Regions from separate parts of the Mus musculus genome. Here regions 1, 2, 3, 4, 5 and 7 are each linked to region 6. A link is a contact called in public Hi-C, HiChIP or PLAC-seq and promoter capture Hi-C data. All regions are on one chromosome and are shown on one strand. Each heading gives the region's core, a stretch centred on a gene start, on an enhancer-like site or on the middle of the called end of the contact. The rest is flanking DNA. Distances are from core to core; before and after follow the strand shown. Region 1 holds the start of Cmtr1 (cap methyltransferase 1). Region 2 holds the start of Ccdc167 (coiled-coil domain containing 167). Region 3 holds the start of Ndufv3 (NADH:ubiquinone oxidoreductase core subunit V3). Region 4 holds the start of Tbc1d22bos (TBC1 domain family, member 22B, opposite strand). Region 5 overlaps Cmtr1 (cap methyltransferase 1). Region 6 holds the start of Btbd9 (BTB (POZ) domain containing 9). Region 7 holds the start of Rnf8 (ring finger protein 8).

Region 1 (2,700 bases), core at 126-2,625, 920 kb before region 6:
ATCCTTTTTTTTTTTAAAAAAAGCAGCATTATGGGAGAACATATGTTGACATTTGAAGTCTCGGGGTTTAAGAGACAAACGCAGCTGAGAATGTCCAACAAAGTTATATTGGTCTGAAAATGGGAAGAGGAGTTAGAGTTACAGCCCATCTCAGTGCATATGGTCAAATGCCACAGATGCCATTATTTCTTTTAGTCTGAGGCATTGAGAATCAGATCTAGGATCTGGTGTGTACCGGACGAACAGTCTTGACACTGAGCTATGCCTAGTCCAATGTTAAATATGTCCTATGGAACAGGAACAGGTCTTTGACCTTGGCCAGTTTGTGTCTCTGACTGTATTCTTTTTTGTTGTTGTTGTTGTTTGTTTTGTTTTTCGAGACAGGGTTTCTCTGTGTAGCCCTGGCTGTCCTGGAACTCACTTTGTAGACCAGGCTGGCCTCGAACTCAGAAATAGGCCTGCCTCTGCCTCCCGAGTGCTGGGATTAAAGGCGTGTGCCACCACGCCCGGCTCCTCTGACTGTATTCTTAAATCTATATAATGACGATACTGTAGTAAGCTACCAAACTAGTTACGCCATGTTGTGAAACACTTTCTAGGATTTTTTTTTCCCACTTTCCAAGTCAGGGTCTTACAATATATCCCTGGCTGTCCTGGAAGTAGCTATGTAGACTAGGCTGGCTTCGAACTCACAGAGATATGCCTGTCTCTGCTTTCTGAGTGCTGGCATTAAAGGTGTTCGACACTACCACCTAGCTCCTAAGAATACTTTCATTGCTAAAACTATTTTGGGCAAAAATTCGTCTCCGGTCACTTCGACCAGTCATTAAATCTTATGCTAAACTGGTCTCTTGATCAGCCATAAATTTCTATACCATGTGATTGTGATTCTGACCTAAAGGTTAACTGCCTGACCATTTAATTGTTATCACTCTGCTTCTGAAAAGAAAAAAAAAGCAATGTTTGCTTGTTGCACATGTTTGGAGCTGCCTTTCTGTATACATCACAGTTGCAGTCCTTGTCTTTAAAATGTCGAACAAACTGGAGGTCCGAGGGTGCTTCCCGCTCCTCTGCCTGAGACAGCCCCACCGGTGGTAATAAATAATAAAGACTCCACATGATTTATTAAGACATCTTGGGAGTTTTCCTTCTTCAGGTAATCCATAACAAGATGAATAAACTGAGGTGAAGTATTGATTTCCCTTCTTTAGGGCGAGAGTAGACAAGGGTTATTTTCCTAGTGGCTTTTCTCTGCCCCCCCATTCTTTCGCGGTCCCCCTTCCGCGCAGGCGCCTCGGGTCCTGCGCGCTGTGCGACCTGGGCAGTTCCCCAGGGCCAAGCCTGAGCCCAGCGGGGGCGGGGCTGGCGGGCTCGTGACGTTATCAAGCGGCGCCGCCCGCGGGGCGGGTTCCGAGCGCGACCGCGCAGCTAGCCGGCCCTGCGAGGAAAACGAAAGTGAGGGAGGAGGAGGTTGCAGGGCCAGCCTGGGCGGCGACAGTGGCGGCCTGGTCCCTCGTCTCCGCTCGCCGGCTACTCGCCCCATCCCCTCAGCGTGAGTGCAGGCGCGCGGCCCCGGGGGTGCGAGCGGGCGGGCGCACGGGCACAGCATCCTTCCCCTGCGGCGGCCGCTTTGCCCGCTTTCGGGTAGCCTCTCTCTGCTCCTGCCCCCTGTCTTGTCCCCAGCAACCTCTCGGAGCCGAGGTTGCCGCTGCTGCTGGTCGCCGCGCACACAGTATCACACCTGACGTTTCCAAAGGAGAAGCTCCGTCGGGGAGATGGCGTTCCCTTCTTTCCCCTCTGCATACGGGGGTTAGCAGCGCTTAGAAGTGCCTGGTCACAGCGCGTCTGCCATTGTAGGTCACTCGATAGCCCTTTGGCCTTCCCCTGGCCGAGGAAATGAGAGGATTGGCTTGGATTCCCTGCGAGGCCCCAGTCGAAGGTGCTGTGGTGGAGGGGGACGTTCGTATCTGCCGCCTTGCCCTTCTACAAAGCTGTTTCCTGTTCTCTCACTTGCCCCATCGCAGACCACACTGAGTTCCCAGTGGCACCCCCCACCCCCGCTTCACCCACACCCACCGGGACGACTTAAGAGTTAAATGAGACCCATTTTATGTGCTGTGAAGCCTCAGCGATGAGCTTTCCAGTAGGCTCACCTATCTGTGATGTCAAGTAAAAATGTGGCTCCTCGGGCCTGGCTTTCTGTTGGCTCAGTCGCCTGGCTTTCCTGCTTTCCTCTAATAGGCACTGCTACTGTCACTTAGGAAATTGCCACCTGAGATTGGGATGATCGTACATTGGGTCCACAGGTTCATCCTCGGGCTGGAAATACGGAAACCTTTTGCTAGGTTTCAAGGGGAGGGATTGCTATATCCCTTCAAATTCCATTACTTTCTTACCTCGACTGCTGATGCTCATTCTCCCTCCACCCCAGCAAATATTTTGAAATAAGTTGAACTGGCTCTGATTTTCATAGACAATATTGAGTATCAGTTCATAGTCAAAACAACACATGGTCTTAAAACTATATGTCTGACTCAAACGCCAGAGAAGTCTGTTCTTGTATCCCAGCGTCCCTGTTCCCCAAAGATACCAGTGTACCTCCAACTTTTAAGTCTTTTCTCTTTTCTGAGTTCTTTGAATACACTACTTTTCCTGAAGATTTTGTAATTTTTTTTTGACTTTTTGAGACAGGGTTTCTCT
Region 2 (2,700 bases), core at 56-2,555, 860 kb before region 6:
GTCCTGGAGCACTAGACAGCACGTCAGCGCGGTGCTTACGGATCCCTCAAAGTAGCAAACCACCACTAAAGAGAACAAAAATGCAGCCAGGCATGGTGGCACACGCCTTTAATCCCAGCACTTGGGAGGCAGAGGCAGGCGAATTTCTGAGTTCGAGGCCAGCCTGGTCTACAGAGTGAGTTCCAGGACAGCCAGGACTACACAGAGAAATCCTGTCTGAAAAAAACAAACAAACAAACAAACAAAAAAGGGATCACTGAGGAGATAAGTAACCTCTGGGAGGATGCCTCGAGGGCGTCCAATATTTTGACATTGAAGCCTGATGCTGTCATCTACAAGCATGCTGTATCACATTCCTAGATGTACTGGAACACCAGTGGCCCAAGGGCCCAGGCTGAACATGCCTTCGTTGTAAGGGAGAGGAAACGAGTCCCCACTTCCAGGAAGCCCACCTGAGCATTATTCCCTGCTCTATCACCTTCACCACTTTAAGCTGGCTTCCGCCTTTTCGTTTCCTTGCAGTGTTGCTCTGTATCCCAGGCTGGCTTAGATCTCTGAGCCCTGGGACTATAACCATGTGCCACCTATGTCCTGAGTTCCACGTAGACCCTCAGTTCCCTCGTCTATACGAGCATAACAGACATGCAACAATTCATTGAACATGCAAACGAAACATGCATCAGACGGCTTTTTTTCCATGCATGACAAACTATTTTAAAGGCCTTCCCAAACACCAATTCTAGGAATCTCTGCAGATTTCCAAAGATCCTCAAGCTACAAGGCTGATACCCCACAGGAAAAACTTCCCCTCTCTGGAGACGTTTAAGCCACTAGCAGTATACTGAATAATAGCCTCGCACTCACCCTGGAGTCTTATTAGCTCCATGGTGGTCCCTCACCTACAAGTCCCGAACACCTTTGGTTCCCACCTGTCTCTTTCTGCTAAAGTCTCCCTTAGTCTCCGAGTCTCTCCTTTTAGAATACCCACTATGGCCTGTCTTCTTTGGGACTCCCCTGACCAGGGATGGAGCTGATGGTTCTCAGCTCCATCCCTGCCTTCCTCATCGTGACCCTTCACCTCCCTTCACAGCCTCTCCCAAAGCCACGTCGCCCTCGCTTCCTCCATCTGACCCTCGACGTCGCAGCCGCCGGGCCGATCGACGCCCCTGCGTCGGAACACAGTGACTAACCACGTGACTCGAACCCGACTTCTCCCCCTCACCTCCTGAGCGACACCAAGATTCTCCCGCTTCTTTTTAGTCATATTGCTTGCTGTCTTTTCCGCGCTGGACCAGCCCATTAAGTCGCACTACGCACGCGCAGGACCTCGTGCTTCTTTTTCATTGGTCGGTGCAGAGGAAGGAGGCGGGACTTCTGCGTCGCCATCTTGTTAAGGGGCGCGTCCATCCTGCAGCGGCCATGTTTGTGAGGGGCGGCCTCCGGGTATAAGATGTGCAGGGAAGCAGTTTCAGGTCTACCCGTGAGTGGAGACCTCTTTACGTACTTGAGAGCTTTTATCTTAACTTCCTTCTTTCTTTTCAAACATCTTCCTTCTTGCATCCCTCAGGGCATCCCTGCACCGTTTTTTAGGCTATCCTCGTTCAAATGTTCTTGCTCCTGCAAGGCTCAGCCTGCAAGCCCTGGCCCTTCAGTCCCAACTTGAACTGCTCTGCCCTTTGGGATCTAATATGGTCTTGCACCGTTAATCCTTTCTGTCCTGTGTTCTTTCGCATTAGCTTGTTTTCTGGTGAAATGAGAACAGCCTGCAGACATCACGGAAGGCATGAAGAAGGCTCGCAGCACACCATATTAGCCTGAGATTCCTAGGTCTTACCTGGGCTTCTGGCTTTCTTTTAGAGGCTTGTTCATGCTTAGGATTTTAGAGTGTTTAGACCTTGGACTTGGAGATGTTTTGACTATAACCCTACCACAGGACATAGACATAGAGCTGCCACCAAAGTTTTACAAGTCAGTACCTTTTCTTTTTCATTTTTTTAATTAGATATTTTTAAAATTTACATTTCAAATGCTATCCTGCAAGTTCCCTATACCCTCCCCCCGCCCTGCTCCCCTACCCACCCACTCCTACTTCTTGGCCCTGGCATTCCCCTGTACTGGGGCATATAAAGTTTGCAAGACCAAGGGGCCTCTCTTCCCAATGATGGCCGACTAGGCCATCTTCTGCTACATATGCAGCTAGAGACACAAGCTCCGGGGGGTACTGGTTAGTACATATTGTTGTTCCACCTATAGTGTTGCAGACCCCTTCAGCATCTTGGGTACTTTCTCTAGCTACAAGTCAGTACCTTTAGCATCTGTGAAGTGCTATGGTTTTTTTGTTTTTGTTTTTTTTATTAAAAGAAAAAAGTTAGCTGAGCATGGTGGACATATGAGTAGTCTCAATTATTTAGGATAGTGAGGTGGTGCATCATTTAGAGTCCACAGTTTTGAAATCAGCCTGGACAACAGTGAAACCTTAATAATAATAATAATAATAATAATAATTAATTTTTAAAAAATTGTGGTATGGCAAAAAAACTAAAAGTAGATAGATGTTGTCTGAAAGAGTGGGGATGTGGTTCAAAAAGCTGCCATAGATCCCTCAGGTACCTACGTTCCATTCTTGTACTGGATATTATCTCACACCGCAGGGCCTCTCTGCTTCGGGAACAGAGCAGGCCTGTGTGCACACACAGCTCT
Region 3 (2,700 bases), core at 164-2,663, 940 kb after region 6:
CGTCTAAACTGGTCGGCTGTGAGAAGTGGAGGTTTTGAGTCCTATGGTTTTACAGCTCCAACTCCAGTCCCACAAAGGACAGGTGGTACCCGTTCCCCTCAGTATTATTTACTCACCTCTAAAGCATGCAAGTGTCCCCTGGAGACAAGAGTAGGTGAAGAAGGACAATTATTTGTGTGGTAGATCGAGCTTCTTCTCAGCCCACAGTGTCCGTAGCAATCTCATGTCACAGAAACCTTTCCCATTCTCAGATCTAGAAGATGCTCTCACATGGGCTGTCTCCAGTCTTCAGAGGCCTGCAATGCACTCTGTCTCTGGAGCCTGAACACTCCTTGGAGCTCCCGTCATGCCATTGTCCCCCTGACAGCCTGGACACAGCATTAACAGCTCTAATATTTTTTTTTCTTCTCAGTAATTCATTTCATTGTTCTGAATCCTTTCACTGACATTGAATTTTCCTTGGTGGAAAATTGGAGGTATAGACATAACCATCTATGTGAAATACTTACTGTGCACTGGGCAAACGTGTGCGAGGGGCCACCAATCAATCAGTGGGAAGAGGAATTCCAATAACACATACTGTAACACAGCTGTGCCTTAGATATGGTTCTCCAAAAAGCTTTGTGTGTTAAAGGCTTGGTCCTCAACTGGTGAAGTTGGGTGTGCATGTGTGTGAGTATATATATATATATGTGTGTGTGTGTGTGTGTGTGTGTGTGTGTGTATAATAGGGACAAATGACAGGTACTTTTCTTTCTCCTCCCCCCCCCCCACACTTAATTGTTATATATAAGTATACTGTAGCTATTTTCAGACACCAGAAGAGGGCATCAGATCTCACTATAGAGGGTTATGAGCCACTATGTGGTTGCTGGGATTTGAGCTCATGACCTCTGGAAGAGCTGTCAGTGCTCTTAATCGCTGAGCCATCTCTCTAGCCCCAAGTTTATCTATTGATTACAAACAATCTTTACAGTTACTCTGTAAAAGAGCAGGCTGTCTTTGAACTAGCCCTACTGCTGGTATGGTAGGTGGGCACCTCCATGCCCAGCTTCTGGTTTGTTTGTTCAAGACCACGCCCCTACTGGGCAAGCGCACTACCACCGAGTTGTATCTCCAAGAAACAACAAACTCACAAAGATCTCACCAAACACAGAAGTCTCTCAAGTCGAACCAGAAACGCAAAGGACATGATTCTAGCTGTGCAATTTTGGTAGGTTACAGACCAGAGTTAAGGGCGAGATCAGGGCAAGGTGGGCAGGCCCAAATCGGAGGGGCGGGACTTTCAGCGGGATCTACCCAGGGGAGGACCCCACGCTTTCCCGAACCCGGAATTGGTGGACTCAGTTAGGGGCGTGGCCTTAAGGAGCCCTCCCAGAATGCGCGCGCAAACGCTTGGGTCCACCATGGTGTGCGATTGGTGAACGTGGACGCGGGGCGGAGCCTGGGGTGGTGCGTGTGCACAAGTAGGTCACGTACCTAAGTGCGACCTCCGCTCTTGGCATTTGTGCCATGGCGGTCTCTCTCCTCCTGCGGGGAGGACGGATCCGGGCGCTGAAGGTAAAGGGCTAACGGGCGGGACATACCGGGCCCTTAGCCTGACCCTTAACTGCACCCGTGGGCCCGGTGCGGAGAGGGGTCCTAGGGCCTGTGCTCACCTGACCCGGACAGAAGGGTTTTCTCTGCAGGAGTGAAACCGAGTCACTGAGGCTGTTTTTAAAACGAAACCTGGCTTTCTCTGCAAAACTAGTATTGGGTTTTGTTTGGGTTGGGTTCGGTGGATGGAACCTAGGGCCCTGCGCTTGCTTGTCAAGAGCTGTCATTGAACTGGCCCCAAAGCAGGAAATGCTCACAGCAATATAAAATACAGGTGACAGAGGGCTCCCGTCGTCAAATGGGCACTGTTTAATTATTCCTTCAGGTATATTGCTCCCAGCGATTTTTTTCCAGCGTGTATCGGTACACATAATTTGTACACACACGGAGAATCATCAGTATAAATAGAAGTTTTCCGGTTCTTTTGCTCCACCCCCCAACCCCCTCCCTAGCATGAAGCATCCTAGGATCTAACACATACCTTAGCGGTTGCCGGCTGAATTACAATAAGATTCTTCTCAAATTGTAACACTTCTGAAGCAATTATCTACATCCTATTTACTAGTAGATAGTGTTTCTGCAACTTTACTAACTGTAGGGAGATAATTTTGCAAAAAGAAACATAGTATTTTGTAAAGTAACAAAATAGCCAGTAGAGTAAACTGGCTGCCCTGTATTAAGACCCAGGAGTCTTGGGCTGAGAGCCAACTGGGCCTTGCATCCAGGATCCAGGCCTGAGTGTTACAGCCGGCATGATGGCTGCCATCCAGAGGCCAGCACTTCCCTCCCCCCTCCCCCATGCTAACACAGGCTCCCCCCCTCCCCCCAACACAGGTCTGTCTAACTGAGGCTTTGCAGGACACGTGACAGCAAGAGCTTTTCTCAGAAGCATCTGTCTCCCATCCTCCCAACCCCTGAGCCCCAGGTTTCTGCAGAACATAGAACCAGGCTCTTCTCCAAGATATCCTGAAGCTTTGTATAACGAAGCTGGCAAAGTCTTTATTTTTAATAAAAACTTTCCAAGTGCCTATTTTGGGAAATTTCTGCAAAGATTAGGGAAATAAAGTTGTTTTCATTTACCCAGATGCTAATAGTGATTTTCCT
Region 4 (2,700 bases), core at 177-2,676, 980 kb before region 6:
ACCCCCCACCAGCGCACCTCTGCCTCTTCTATTAGCTTCACTAGACAGTGGGCTAGCATCCCTCCGGGGCTGAGAAAATCACTGTGCAGCACTAGCTGTCATTACAGAGGCCCCTGGGCCCTACTGTGTACCCAGATCCTGTGGGCCAACCCCAGGGCAGGCCTCCTCCAGCCTTTCACCATATGCTGCAGTTTTAGGAATCCCTTTGTTTCCAAACACCGTTCCTAGCTGTTAGCCTTGGTGAACTTTTAAAATATATGTTTATTTTACATATACATATATATATATAATATTTTACTTATTTTTATTTTATGTGCTTTGGTATTTGCACACACACACAAACACATACACACACACACACACACACACACACACACATATATGCATCAGTCTGTGTGAAGGTATTGAATTCCCTGGACCTGGAGTTACAGACATTTGTGAGCTGCCATGTGGATGCTGGGAATTGAACCTGGGTCCTCTTGGAAGAGCAGCCAGTGCTCTTAACCAGTGAGCCATCTCTCCAGCCTGTGTATAGGTATGTGCACACGAGTGCAGGTGTTTGGAGGCTGGAAGTGTTGGATCACTGGGATCTGGAGTCTCAGGTAGTTGTGAGCCACTAGGAACCATACCCTGGAAGAGAGTATGCACTCTTGACCACTGAGCCATCTCTCTAGCCCCTGATATACTTTTAATATGCTTCAGGGACTGCAGAGATGGCACTGGGGAGGGAGGTGCCTAGCCTAATCTTGAGCTCCAGTCTCAGTGAGACCCTGTCTCAGAAAGCAAGATAGATGTTTGTGAGGAATGATACCTGAAATCTCCGTGGCCTGGGTAACACACACATGCTGGCACAGGCGCACACGCACATACCAGCAATAACGACAGAGCAGCCTGTCTCTATGAGCTCTGTCTAGGTGTAGAAAGCAGCTGGTTTGGACACTGCTCACCCTGGCTCTGTGTCCTTCACAGGATAATTACACGTTTGCACAGCCAGGGATCCAGAAGAAGGTCAAGGCGCTGGAAGAGCTCGTCAGCCGGATCGATGGTAGGTTGGGAGGATGGGACTTCTCCAGTAGTAGCCCAGGTCCCACCTAAGCTGTGACACTCGGTCCTCCTCGGCTCCCTTCCCAGTCAGTCCTTGTGGCACACTGCCTTGGCATCACTGTCTTCACAGCTCAGCGGGAAGGCTGTGAGCTCTCCCAAGGTCTTTCCACCTCATTCTGTCACCGTGGCCTCAGTTCCCTCTCAGCTCTGCCCCAGCCCCTCCCCTCTCCTTCCCAGTCCACAGCCCTGGTCCAGCCATTTGCTCTGGACACCTTCCTCCTAGAAGGACTTACATTCTCTTCCTTGTCCTCCTTCAAACCGTCATCCTGAGAGGGTTTTCTAGCAGTGTTCTGTCTGTGCCCTTCTGTTGCTGAGCCACCAGTGGCTTCCCGTTGCCTTTGCATGCAGTCTGAGGGTTGACCTTGCCTGTCACATGGTCACATAACAATCCCAGGCTTAACACAGGCTCCCCAAGCCTGGCTGACCTGCTGGGACCTGAATGGGCTGGAAAAGCTCGGCACAGCTCCCTGGGAGGCAGATAGCTGGGAAGAGCAGGTGCTTATAGGAGTGCAGCTTTCCAGCTCTGGCCAGGCAGGCACCTAGGAAGCCCGAGTGACAAGGACACTGTGGCCAGACAGACAGAGAAGGTTAGGAGTTACTCTTCCCTGCAGTGTGAACCTTGCAGGGGGCTCTGTGACCTGAGATCTGTAGGCCAGCGAGCGCATCTTCAGGGCTGCCAGCCACTGTACCAGCCATCTGTGCCTCCCCGTCTCTGCTGTGGGACTTCCTGCCCATCCCTCCTTTCCCTACCCAGTTGGCTCTCTCTCACTCCTTCCCAGGTTCTCTTGGTCATGGGAGCATCCTTGGTTTGTCTTGCTCTTTCATCTTTCCACGACCTAGAGCCTTGGTGTGCACCTTCACGTGCCCCTCACAATAGCTCTGTGCGGGGTAATGGCGTGCTTTCCCTCTGGGCCTCCCTGCCCTGCCCAGCCGCTGGCCTCTATAGTGGGCCAATTGTGAGGCCGTGGGTGTGTAGGGAAGAGGGGAGTAGGAGAGAGTGCCCGCGTCCCGCCAGGGTTCCCATGCTCTGGGCGGGCAGATGGGGGAGGACTGCCAGACACTTTCCACTCGGCCCCGGATGGGCATCTGGCTGTGTGAAGCCACTGACCCCGCATGGCAGGGGGTGGACAAGGGGCAGCTCCTGGTACCAGGTTCTCAGTCTCTGGCATCCCACGCTGGATATGACAGAGGAGCTGAGAACAGAATAGGGGCCCCAGGGCGGCACTCGGCCCCGGAGATAAGGGAAGAGGGCAGGGGAAAGGTGGGTACTGGGTGGTTCCCACGCAGGCAAGAGTCCTTAGTCCAGTCCATGGCTGGAGCGCAGGAAGGCCTTCTGTCGGGAGGTTAGACACGGATCGTTAAGAGAAAGCCTATCCCATCGTTCAAGCACAGCGGGCCTTGTGAGCAGAGACAGTCTATGGTTTTAGAGCTTTGTTGTAGAAAGCCAGGGGGAAAGAGAGAAGGTAGAAAGAGAGAGGGAGAGGCCGGCCATGGTCACAAGGAGAGAAGGGGGAAGAGAAAAAGAGGAAAGGCTAGAGAAGAAGAAAGCTTAAAGAGAGCGAGGAGGGGCCAAGCAGCCCCTCTTATAGTGGGCTG
Region 5 (2,700 bases), core at 144-2,643, 890 kb before region 6:
GACTACCATTCAGGTCCAAGTGGATGCTTGTTACGTAGGGAAATGCCACATGTTTGGACAGCTTCAGGCAGCTGCTTGACCTGAACTGATTGATAGATAACTAGCCAGGGAGAATCACCCTGTCAGTGGTGTGTCTTTGCACTCCCAACGTAAAAAGTGGTTTCTGTCTAGTGCACTGTGTGTTCTTTTTCATCTCCATTCTCCCTGAGGACCAGAGTAAAAGCCTAGCCTAGTGTGTTCCTAGGGAGCTGTTGACAGCAGGCGTGGGAGTGGCCAGAAGCATAGGCACACTGGGGCCTAATGTTTTAGGTCAGACAAATTATTGCCTAAGCACTGGAAAACTGGAAGCTTGGGGTATAGAGAAGGAGAGAGGAGGATTTTGTGCTCAGGATTTTATTTATCTAAGAGAAGCCTGCCTGTAACATGGGATGGAAGACAGTGAATGTGGGTATTCCCTTTCTGTCTTGTGAGTAGCAATAGAGAATTCGACAGGGCCCTTACTCACTTTATGAGTAATACTGCACTTGGCAGATAGAGGAGAAGAATACGGAAATGACTAGAGTTTTGACTCTAAGGAAGTTGATCTAGTTGAATATAATGCCACCGTATATTTGTGGCTAGTTTATAGTTTAGAAAGATTTTTGCCACAGGTTGCATTATTTAATCCTACAGCGGCCTAGAAAAATGCCTACACCCAATTTATAATTGAACTATCGAGCTTAATAGCTTCAGATACGTGCTTGTCCTTGACTGCATAGTGAGGGAGTGGCAGAGCTAAGAACTAGCTATTCCTTCCTGAGCAGACTTCTGGACAGGCCCCTTGTCTCATTACAAGGTCTTGCTATGTAACCCAGACTATCTTTGACTTTGCAGTAATCCTCCTGCTTCAGCTTTTTTCCCAAGTGCTGGATGGTATATGTACAGTACCACGCACCTAGAAGCCACTGGCTTTGAAATCCTAGGATGAATTCCTTGAGTTTCCTGCTTTCCCTTTGGCCAGAGAGGTCGGCGCCCAGGGCTAAGGCATCCATGCTGAGGATTGGTTTCTTCTGTGCAGTGTTAGAGTGCTTAGACTTAGGCTAGGATTCCTGCCTCACACCCACTCTGCTGACTGCAGAACGCTACATGATGGCCTTGGCAAATGCTATTAGGTCTCTTGGTGTATATGTAAATGATTATAATCCCAGAATCCATTCCAGAATACTGGGGTAGAGTAGAGAGCAGGTTGGGGAAGGGCTGATAGGTCCCAGTGTTCCTGGGTGGGCTTGTTAAAGGTTGGTGAGCTTTACTCTGGCTAAAGTTGCTTTCTCCAGAGATGTGCTCACTCGCTAGCCTTTGACACCTAAGAGTGACAGGGTTGCAAATACGTTATGATTTCTGCTCTTATCTAGCAGTCACACAACCCTGGATAGTCTGCCGGCTTTCTCCAGCTTGTAGGATAGGAAGACTGAGGTGGCCCTAGGCAGGAAGGAAGGAATCCCAGAGCAGGCTAGCTGTAGGGATCTGTGGTCACTCACTCTTACAGTTCATAGACAGTTGGGAAGTCACTGTGCTGGCCCAGGGCAATGCGTGAAGCTGAAGCACCTGCTCCTGACCAGTAAAGTGACATGAGGCAGACACAGACTGTCACTAGCCAGGCTGCTGCTGGTGGAGCATACCTTCAACCTTAGCACGTGGGAGGCAGAGGCAGGCGGCTCTGAGGTCAGCCTGGTCTACAGAGCAAGTTCCTGGACAGCCAGGGCTAGAGAGAAACCCTGTCTCAAACTGACTCCTACCTAACCCCCCACCCTCCCCACACACCTAAAAAAGGAGAAAGAAAAAAATACTATCAATAAAAAGGCAAGTGAATTTTTTTTGGGAGGGGGTCTCATCAGTCCTAACATGACATGGGGCCTCTGAGGGTCCCCAGAGACTACTGCCACTAGACTAGCGTCTCCTATGCCTCCTCAGCAGCTCCCAGCATGACCTGGACAAAGGCAAAAGGACACAGGAGGGTAGAATGAGGAAACTCTGGTGTGGTGTGCTTGAGCAGCAAAAGGGAGCGAGTGAATCTGAAGCCTGGACTTGACCAGTGCTGTACTAATCCTGCTCTCGTAGTCCTGACAGCCATGCCGTGCTTATGCAGACTGTCAGGAAAACTGCAGCTACATGAGAAGCATGGGAACTCTGCACTCTGTTGGTTATCGAAGTATAAACTTACTCCAAAATAAAGGCAACTGAAGGACACCACGGGAGGAGGAGCCAGGGAGGGAAGATTGAGGCTGCCCTGTAGGAAGGCAGGCCCTTGAAGCTGGGGGTTTGGGTCATGCTACAGCCACCAGACGGGCTGCTTAGGGAGAGCCGTCTATGCTCAGGCCTCCTAGACTCCGACCCCGCTCTGTGCCAGCTGCTGTGGACACTTGCTGTGTGTCTCAGTATTTCATTCTGTCTGCAGTGTTCCGCTTACCAGGGTATAAGCAAGGGCCAGTGTGGTGAGGGAACGACCCTGAGACATGGAGACAGCACTTAGATAGCCACAGAGGTGCTTGTCTGAGGAGTCTTGAGTCGGCCTGGCTGGGGAAAAGGTGCTAAGGATGTTTTGGGTGAGGAAGCTCCAGTGGGCAGTGGTGACAGTGGTGACCGAGGGGGTGTCTGGGTGTGGGGAGTGCTGGATCATGCTTGCTGATAAGTACTTCTATTCTTTTGCCTCCTCTTCCTGGA
Region 6 (2,765 bases), core at 53-2,552:
GAGAACTTCAGAGACCATACCTTACAGAGACTCCGTTATAAAACTGAATCTCCTGATTTTAGACTCTGGGTGGAAACTCTAAAGTTATGTCCCTCAGTTTTTAGGCATGATCAAATGTCAGTGCTCCCTATCTTGTCACTCTCACTTGGCACTGCCTTTAACTCATAACGGGAAAGATTATTTCTTCCATTTGTCTCCATTATTCCTCCTTAAAAAACCACCACATACAACGGACCCAACAGAATCCTGTATACTGGCTGATGGCCAGTTGCATCATTTAACTCCAGTCTCACCATGCCAGCCCACGCGTGAAACACAATCTACATTTCCACCAGATAAATAACAGCCCGCACTGCTTCTGGGAAGAACACACACAAAAGGCAGGGCTGCTCTACCTGCAAGACCCTTGAAATGGCCAAAGCACAGCACGGTTCTGGGAAATAGATACAAGGGCAGATTTGAGTCTATGAGGAAGTAACAATACTGGATGGATATGGTCCCTTGGCTTCAAAAATGTGGATCAACACAGGATATAATAATAATAATAATAATAATGTTCAGAGAAGCACGTGGGCATGCACGTGAGGCTGGAAGGTCCAGGCAACAGGTTAGTCAACCAGCATCTTCACTGACAAGTCGCCTTCCCCGGGTCGTGGGTGTGCCCGACGCTCACGCAGGCACAGATTCTAACGATCTCTCTAACAACCCGCTCCTACTCCCAGACCCGCCAGGGTAGAGCTGACGGATCTCTTCGCGGTTTACCCCAAAACTTTGCGAACCCCGAGGGTCCCCATTTCCGCGTTTGTCAGGTTTGCACAGTCGGCGTCTCAGTGTGGACGCGCGGCTGCTGAGGAACGCGGGCTTCTCCCGCTTCAAATTCCTAAAAGGAAACCGGCAGCGTCGCACTGGAGTCCAGTCACTTGTCCCTCGGCACCCCTCTCTCCAGCGCCCCCCTCTCACCCCCCCCCACCCCCACCCCAGAGCGCCAGGCCCGGGAACTGACCCTCCTCAGCCCCCGTCCCCGCCCCCGGAACCAGCGGCCGAGGGGCGTGGAGCGGCGCGCGCGGGTCCGGCGGGGAGGGGGAGCGCGTCCCCGCGCCCCGGGCCCGCGCAGCAGGTGCGGCCAGGCCCCAACTCTCACGAGCGGTCCGGGCGACTCACCCCGACGATGTCCCTCAGCGACCTAGAAGCCGCCACACACGTCTCTTCCGCCAGCAGCGACCCCGCCTCGTGGCCACCGCCCCCTCGACCGCCGCCGTCGCCGCCTTCCTCGCCGCCGCCGTCGCGGCGCGCGCCCGCTTTCACGCACACCGCCGTGGCCGCGCACGCGCTCTGCGCGCTGGCGTCACTTAGCAACGGCTCAACCGTGGGCCAGTAGAACCCAGGACGCCAGGGCCCCAGGTCGCCTCAGGCGGGGGTCTTGCGGCGTGTTTCCCCAGGTCGGAGCCACTGCCCCTCCAGTACTGGGCCCTGAGGGTGTGGCCGCCCTGCCGACACCTGGCTCAGGGTGAGGCACGTCATCACACGTCACTGAATAGCGTCATCGGTCGCGTCACTGCGTAAGGGGACGAGCCGGAGCGCCGGTTGGAGAAAGCCTCGTCTTTCTGCACTTAGTCGCTTGCCTGATGGACAGTCAGCTACGTGCGAGAAGTTGGACGAGGAGAATGGGCCAAGAGAGGCATTACCAGCATGAAGGTGCTACGAGGCCAGGCCTGAAATACCACGACTCAGTTTCCTCCTTCTGTCAGTGGGAAGACGGATACCCGACTTGCCTGCGCTAGAAAGGTGTCAACTTAGGACGAAATAATGCATGCGAGGCTGCGGGCGAACTGATCTCATTCGAACTCCTTATTTCAAGACCCTGACAGAAAGCCCGGACATAAGTCCTCGACACTCCAGGACTACCAAGTGTAACGTATAAAGCCCATTAGACTCCATCTTTCACATAAGAAGCAGGCACTGTGAACTTTGAAGCCGTAGAAATTGGGTTGTAGGTCTTTCCTGGCCGAAACTGGAGAGTCGTCACTCTTGAAAGTTACTTACCTGGGTGTGTGGGTTTGAAGATGGAAGACTTAATTCCAAGCAAAGACGACTTAAATGGGCAGTGAAAATGAACAGACACAGCAAGGGTTAGGGCTGGGCCAGTGAAGGATCAGAGCCACAACCTAGACTCTGGCGGTGGGGATGGAAACGCGGAGGCCAGCTCTGAGCGGGGGAATGAATAGGTAGGCCAGGTTTCTAGCGTGGTTGCTGAGACAGGTGGGAGTAACATTTAGCAAGACGGAAAGAAAGCTGCCTTTGTGTGTCAGTTACTAAATGGTAGTGACATTCCTTACGGATGACATGGTAGAACGATGGAATGTGGATACGTTGGTTGGGGAAACATTCTCCGCTCTCATCTTCCATGTGGAACGATATCCATCAATTTAATACATCTACTTTCCGATACACGTGTCCCCAATTTATTTGTCCTTGGAGAATTGACTTCGGGATTGGTACATTTAAAAAAACAAAGGGAGCCGGGCGGTGGTGGCGCATGCCTTTAATCCCAGCACTCTGGAGGCAGAGGCAGGTGGATTTCTGAGTTTGAGGCCAGCCTGGTCTACAGAGTGAGTTCCAGGACAGCCAGAGCTATACAGAGAAACCCTGTCTCAGAAAAACCAAAAAAATAAAAAGGGGGGGGGGGCAAACTGAAGTGGGAGATCTTTGAAGAAACAGAGCAAACCCTAGAGTTTAACATTAGGAAACTGCCCACAGGTGATACC
Region 7 (2,731 bases), core at 141-2,640, 960 kb before region 6:
CTCTTCTGGACATCACAGGCACTAGGCACACGCGTGGTACATACATACATGTTGGCAAGACACATACATAAAAATAAACCGAACCAAAACAATCCATAAAAATAATAAACTCCAGTTCCAGGGGATCCAACAACCTCTTCTGGTTTCTGCAGCCATTGGGCATGCACTTGGCTCAGAGACATACATGCAGGCAAAACATGTACACATATATCTTTTTTTTATTTTTTTTAAGATTTATTTATTATATGTAAGTACACTGTTGCTGTTTTCAGACACACCAGAAGAGGGCACCAGATCTCATGATCTCCTTTCGGGTGGTTGTGAGCCACCATGTGGTTGCTGGGATTTGAACTCAGGATCTTCAGAAGAGCAGTCCGTGCTCTTAACCGCTGAGCCATCTCTCCAGCCCATACACACATATCTTAAACACCCAAACTTCAGCGTGGAGAGAGAAGGGAGAGTTTCATCTCCCTAGCCCCTTCAAGCCCATTTCCATTCCTTCTGTACCCTGTATGAGCCCCAGGTAATGCGATCCATCTCTACAGATTTGCCTGGTATAATTTTTAAAGATTCAGAAACAAAATGAGGTCATGAAAAACAAATAGATGCTAAATAGGAATAGACTGAATCAACCTTAAAATGATCAGACTTTTCTAAATCACTCAAAAGTGGGTTATAATGGGGTGGAGGTATAATTTAGCTACAGAGTACATCCTTGGCTGTGTGTTCAATGTTCAGAATCTCCTACTCCCAACCCAAAGTAGGCTATAGTTCTCAATAAAATGGTTATGGCCGTCATCACCGTGTTATAAAGCAATTTTTGTTTGTTTTGTAGACACGGTCTCATATCCCAGGCTGGCCTCTAACTCACTGCATAGCGGTAGATGCCCTTGAACTCCTCATCCTCCACCACACTCTGCCAAAGGAAAAAGGGGTGGGATACAAATAAAGGTTCAGGTTCATTGCTGCTGGATCTGGGGTACTGGCTTTGGAGAGCGCAGAGAGGAAAGAAGGTATTGGGAAAGTCATTATTATACTCACGAACCCAAGGAAAGAGAGTGTTTCTGTTGTTTACTATAATTTTTAATCTATAACTTTTAAGTGTTTATTACTCTGCGCGCACACAGGCGCGCGCGCACACCCACACCCACCCGCTAGGGTGCGCATTTGGAAGTCAGAGGCCAATTTGAAAAGTCAGTTTTCCCCAGCCACCATATAGGTGAAGCCTGAGCATCGTCTCCACGCTTGCCAGCAAGTAGCTTTACTCGTTGAGCCATCCTCCAAGTCCTAAAATCTATGCTTTAGTTTAGGATTTTGTCCGCAGCAGACGTTACGCTCGTCCTTCTTCAGGCTCACACCTGCGCACTTCCCGCCCGCCTCCCGCTGCGCACGCGCACTGCCCGCCTTCCCAGGCCTGGGGCGGGCCCGCGCTCTCAACGCGGTCGATCCCCGGGCGATTGCTTCTGTCTTGTGTGTAGATTAAGTTGCGCGAGAGGAACCTCGGAGGCGGCCGGAGCTCAGGCTAGAGGTTGGCTGGTTGCTGAACGCTGCCCCAGTGCCGGTCGGGCCATGGGCGAGCCCGACCCCTTGGTCTCGGGGCAGCTCGCGGCCCGCCGGAGCTGGTGCTTGCGGCGGCTGGGGATGGACTGCGAGTGGCTGCAGCTGGAGGCTGGGACTGAGGTGAGGGCGAGAGGCCTGGCGAGCTGCGGGAGCGGGGGAAGGCCGCGCACACCGGTCGGCGGGGAGGCGCCGAGGCAGCGGGCTCCGGCCACCTCAGGGCCCGGAGGGACCGGGCCGCGAGGCCAGGCGAGTCCGCGGCTTGAGGCCCGAGCTGGAGGGCGGCTGCGCGGGAGCGGGACCCGTGCCGGAGCCGCTGTAACGGACGCGGGCCTCCCAGCGAGGAGAAGGATGGGGTCGAGAACAGGCACTGTCCCAGTTAAGGGTCTATCAGAGACGGAGAAACTGAGGCAGAGGCGTCCCCACTGATTCCTAGGAGTGGCGAACCTGTCTAGGGAGTCTGAAGATGGACGCCTGGAAGGCTGCGGAGGGCGTGGACTCTCTGGAGTTGATTTTAAGTGTGATCAGGAGTTTAAGGGTAGCATGCCTAAACCCCTCGAACTGTAATACTGAAAATAAAAGTCTTCCATTCCATCTCCGAGGGGAACTGGAGCGTCGGGGTGGGCCACTCCTGAAGTGGGTCAGCCTTCTCTCCAGAAACTGCTCACAATGTAAAGCTGACTTAAAAGGCCGGTGCTGGGGATTGAACGCAGGGTCACAGAACTTGGAAGGCAAGGACTCTACCAAATGAGCTGTATCTGCAGCTCCACAAACGCAAAATTAGAAACAAAGACAAAGTGGGAGGAACAGTTCTAAGTGGGGGAGAGGTGCTGGGTGCTGTTGTGGGCTTTCAATCCTTGCAGTCTGCTCTGGAAGCAGAACTGGGTCAGGGATGCGCTTGCAATGTAGAATCCTTGAGGTTTTGGAAAGCCTGTACAGTACTGAATGTTGGTCATGTGTACTGGCTGGTCTTTTGTCAACTTGGCACACAAACCAGAGTCCTCTGAAAAGAGGGAAACTTAATTGAGCAAATGTCTCCATAAGATCCAGCTGTAAGGCATTTTCTTAATTAGTGATTGATAGGGGAGGGCCCAGCCCATTGTGAGTGGGGTTGTCCCTTGGCTGGTGCACCTGTGTTCTATAAGAAAGCAGGCTGAACAAACCAGTCAGCAGC

What was found. Promoter capture Hi-C pulls out the DNA fragments that hold promoters and counts their contacts. A called contact is a pair of places that touch in the nucleus more often than the background predicts. HiChIP or PLAC-seq counts read pairs in DNA pulled down with a chosen protein or histone mark.
Region 1: a promoter capture Hi-C map of pre-B cells shows a contact between it and region 6, with 7 times the contacts expected there. The contact joins the promoter of Cmtr1 here to the promoter of Btbd9 in region 6. A contact is called at or near these places in 15 of 39 promoter capture datasets (the 3T3-L1 cell line, the C10 cell line, the HPC-7 cell line and 10 more), 8 of 115 datasets of contacts at active chromatin or transcription factors (the SCID.adh cell line, embryonic basal ganglia, embryonic forebrain and 5 more) and 2 of 9 other capture datasets (embryonic stem cells and macrophages).
Region 2: a promoter capture Hi-C map of pre-B cells shows a contact between it and region 6, with 7 times the contacts expected there. The contact joins the promoter of Ccdc167 here to the promoter of Btbd9 in region 6. A contact is called at or near these places in 12 of 39 promoter capture datasets (the 3T3-L1 cell line, 3T3-L1-derived adipocytes, the C10 cell line and 8 more), 7 of 484 Hi-C or Micro-C datasets (the HPC-7 cell line, cerebellar granule neurons, cerebral cortex and 4 more), 15 of 115 datasets of contacts at active chromatin or transcription factors (differentiating embryonic stem cells, embryonic basal ganglia, embryonic forebrain and 10 more) and 2 of 9 other capture datasets (adipose tissue and macrophages).
Region 3: a Hi-C map of B cells shows a contact between it and region 6, with 9 read pairs. The contact joins the promoter of Ndufv3 here to the promoter of Btbd9 in region 6. A contact is called at or near these places in 1 of 39 promoter capture datasets (pre-B cells) and 1 of 484 Hi-C or Micro-C datasets (B cells).
Region 4: an H3K4me3 HiChIP or PLAC-seq map of embryonic midbrain shows a contact between it and region 6, with 5 times the contacts expected there. The contact joins the promoter of Tbc1d22bos here to the promoter of Btbd9 in region 6. A contact is called at or near these places in 5 of 39 promoter capture datasets (the 3T3-L1 cell line, the HPC-7 cell line, hippocampal neurons and 2 more), 1 of 15 datasets of contacts at CTCF or cohesin (large pre-B cells), 1 of 484 Hi-C or Micro-C datasets (brain) and 2 of 115 datasets of contacts at active chromatin or transcription factors (embryonic midbrain and large pre-B cells).
Region 5: a contact with region 6 is called in a promoter capture Hi-C map of frontonasal cranial neural crest, with 4 times the contacts expected there. The contact joins the enhancer-like site here to the promoter of Btbd9 in region 6. A contact is called at or near these places in 10 of 39 promoter capture datasets (the 3T3-L1 cell line, HPC-7-derived erythroid cells, cranial neural crest and 6 more), 1 of 484 Hi-C or Micro-C datasets (cerebellar granule neurons) and 9 of 115 datasets of contacts at active chromatin or transcription factors (DN3 thymocytes, astrocytes, bone marrow-derived macrophages and 6 more).
Region 7: a promoter capture Hi-C map of pre-B cells shows a contact between it and region 6, with 3 times the contacts expected there. The contact joins the promoter of Rnf8 here to the promoter of Btbd9 in region 6. A contact is called at or near these places in 15 of 39 promoter capture datasets (the 3T3-L1 cell line, 3T3-L1-derived adipocytes, the C10 cell line and 9 more), 1 of 15 datasets of contacts at CTCF or cohesin (large pre-B cells), 5 of 484 Hi-C or Micro-C datasets (the HPC-7 cell line, LSK cells, brain and 2 more), 16 of 115 datasets of contacts at active chromatin or transcription factors (the SCID.adh cell line, T-cell acute lymphoblastic leukemia, astrocytes and 13 more) and 2 of 9 other capture datasets (adipose tissue and liver).

Annotation. Positions count from the first base shown.
Region 1 is chr17:29,659,220-29,661,919 of GRCm38.p6, forward strand. Cmtr1 (cap methyltransferase 1) reads left to right here and starts at 1,376. Exons shown (of 24, transcript NM_028791.6): 1 at 1,376-1,552. The region is part of intron 7 of Gm28043 (predicted gene, 28043); the gene reads left to right.
Region 2 is chr17:29,715,712-29,718,411 of GRCm38.p6, forward strand. It overlaps Ccdc167 (coiled-coil domain containing 167), which reads right to left and starts at 1,306. Exons shown (of 4, transcript NM_026782.2): 1 at 1,223-1,306. The coding sequence starts at 1,264.
Region 3 is chr17:31,518,702-31,521,401 of GRCm38.p6, forward strand. It overlaps Ndufv3 (NADH:ubiquinone oxidoreductase core subunit V3), which reads left to right and starts at 1,414. Exons shown (of 4, transcript NM_030087.2): 1 at 1,414-1,560. The coding sequence starts at 1,513. It also overlaps a transcript of Wdr4 not described here.
Region 4 is chr17:29,594,879-29,597,578 of GRCm38.p6, forward strand. Tbc1d22bos (TBC1 domain family, member 22B, opposite strand) reads right to left here and starts at 1,427. Exons shown (of 4, transcript NR_045447.1): 1 at 1,338-1,427. Tbc1d22b (TBC1 domain family, member 22B) reads left to right here. Exons shown (of 13, transcript NM_198647.1): 10 at 970-1,045. It overlaps Mir7667 (microRNA 7667), which reads left to right and starts at 660; the gene lies at 660-722.
Region 5 is chr17:29,683,083-29,685,782 of GRCm38.p6, forward strand. All of the region lies in intron 8 of Cmtr1 (cap methyltransferase 1), which reads left to right. All of the region lies in intron 13 of Gm28043 (predicted gene, 28043), which reads left to right. Among named protein-coding and RNA genes, the nearest start is that of Cmtr1, 24 kb to the left of the region's middle. Within about 2 kb of position 1,394, at least 16 of the 459 cell types and tissues checked have an H3K27ac peak or open chromatin away from gene starts, as enhancers often do.
Region 6 is chr17:30,574,985-30,577,749 of GRCm38.p6, forward strand. It overlaps Btbd9 (BTB (POZ) domain containing 9), which reads right to left and starts at 1,303. Exons shown (of 11, transcript NM_027060.1): 1 at 1,162-1,303.
Region 7 is chr17:29,613,399-29,616,129 of GRCm38.p6, forward strand. Rnf8 (ring finger protein 8) reads left to right here and starts at 1,391. Exons shown (of 8, transcript NM_021419.2): 1 at 1,391-1,680. The coding sequence starts at 1,570. It overlaps Gm28043 (predicted gene, 28043), which reads left to right and starts at 1,391. Exons shown (of 28, transcript NR_132314.1): 1 at 1,391-1,680.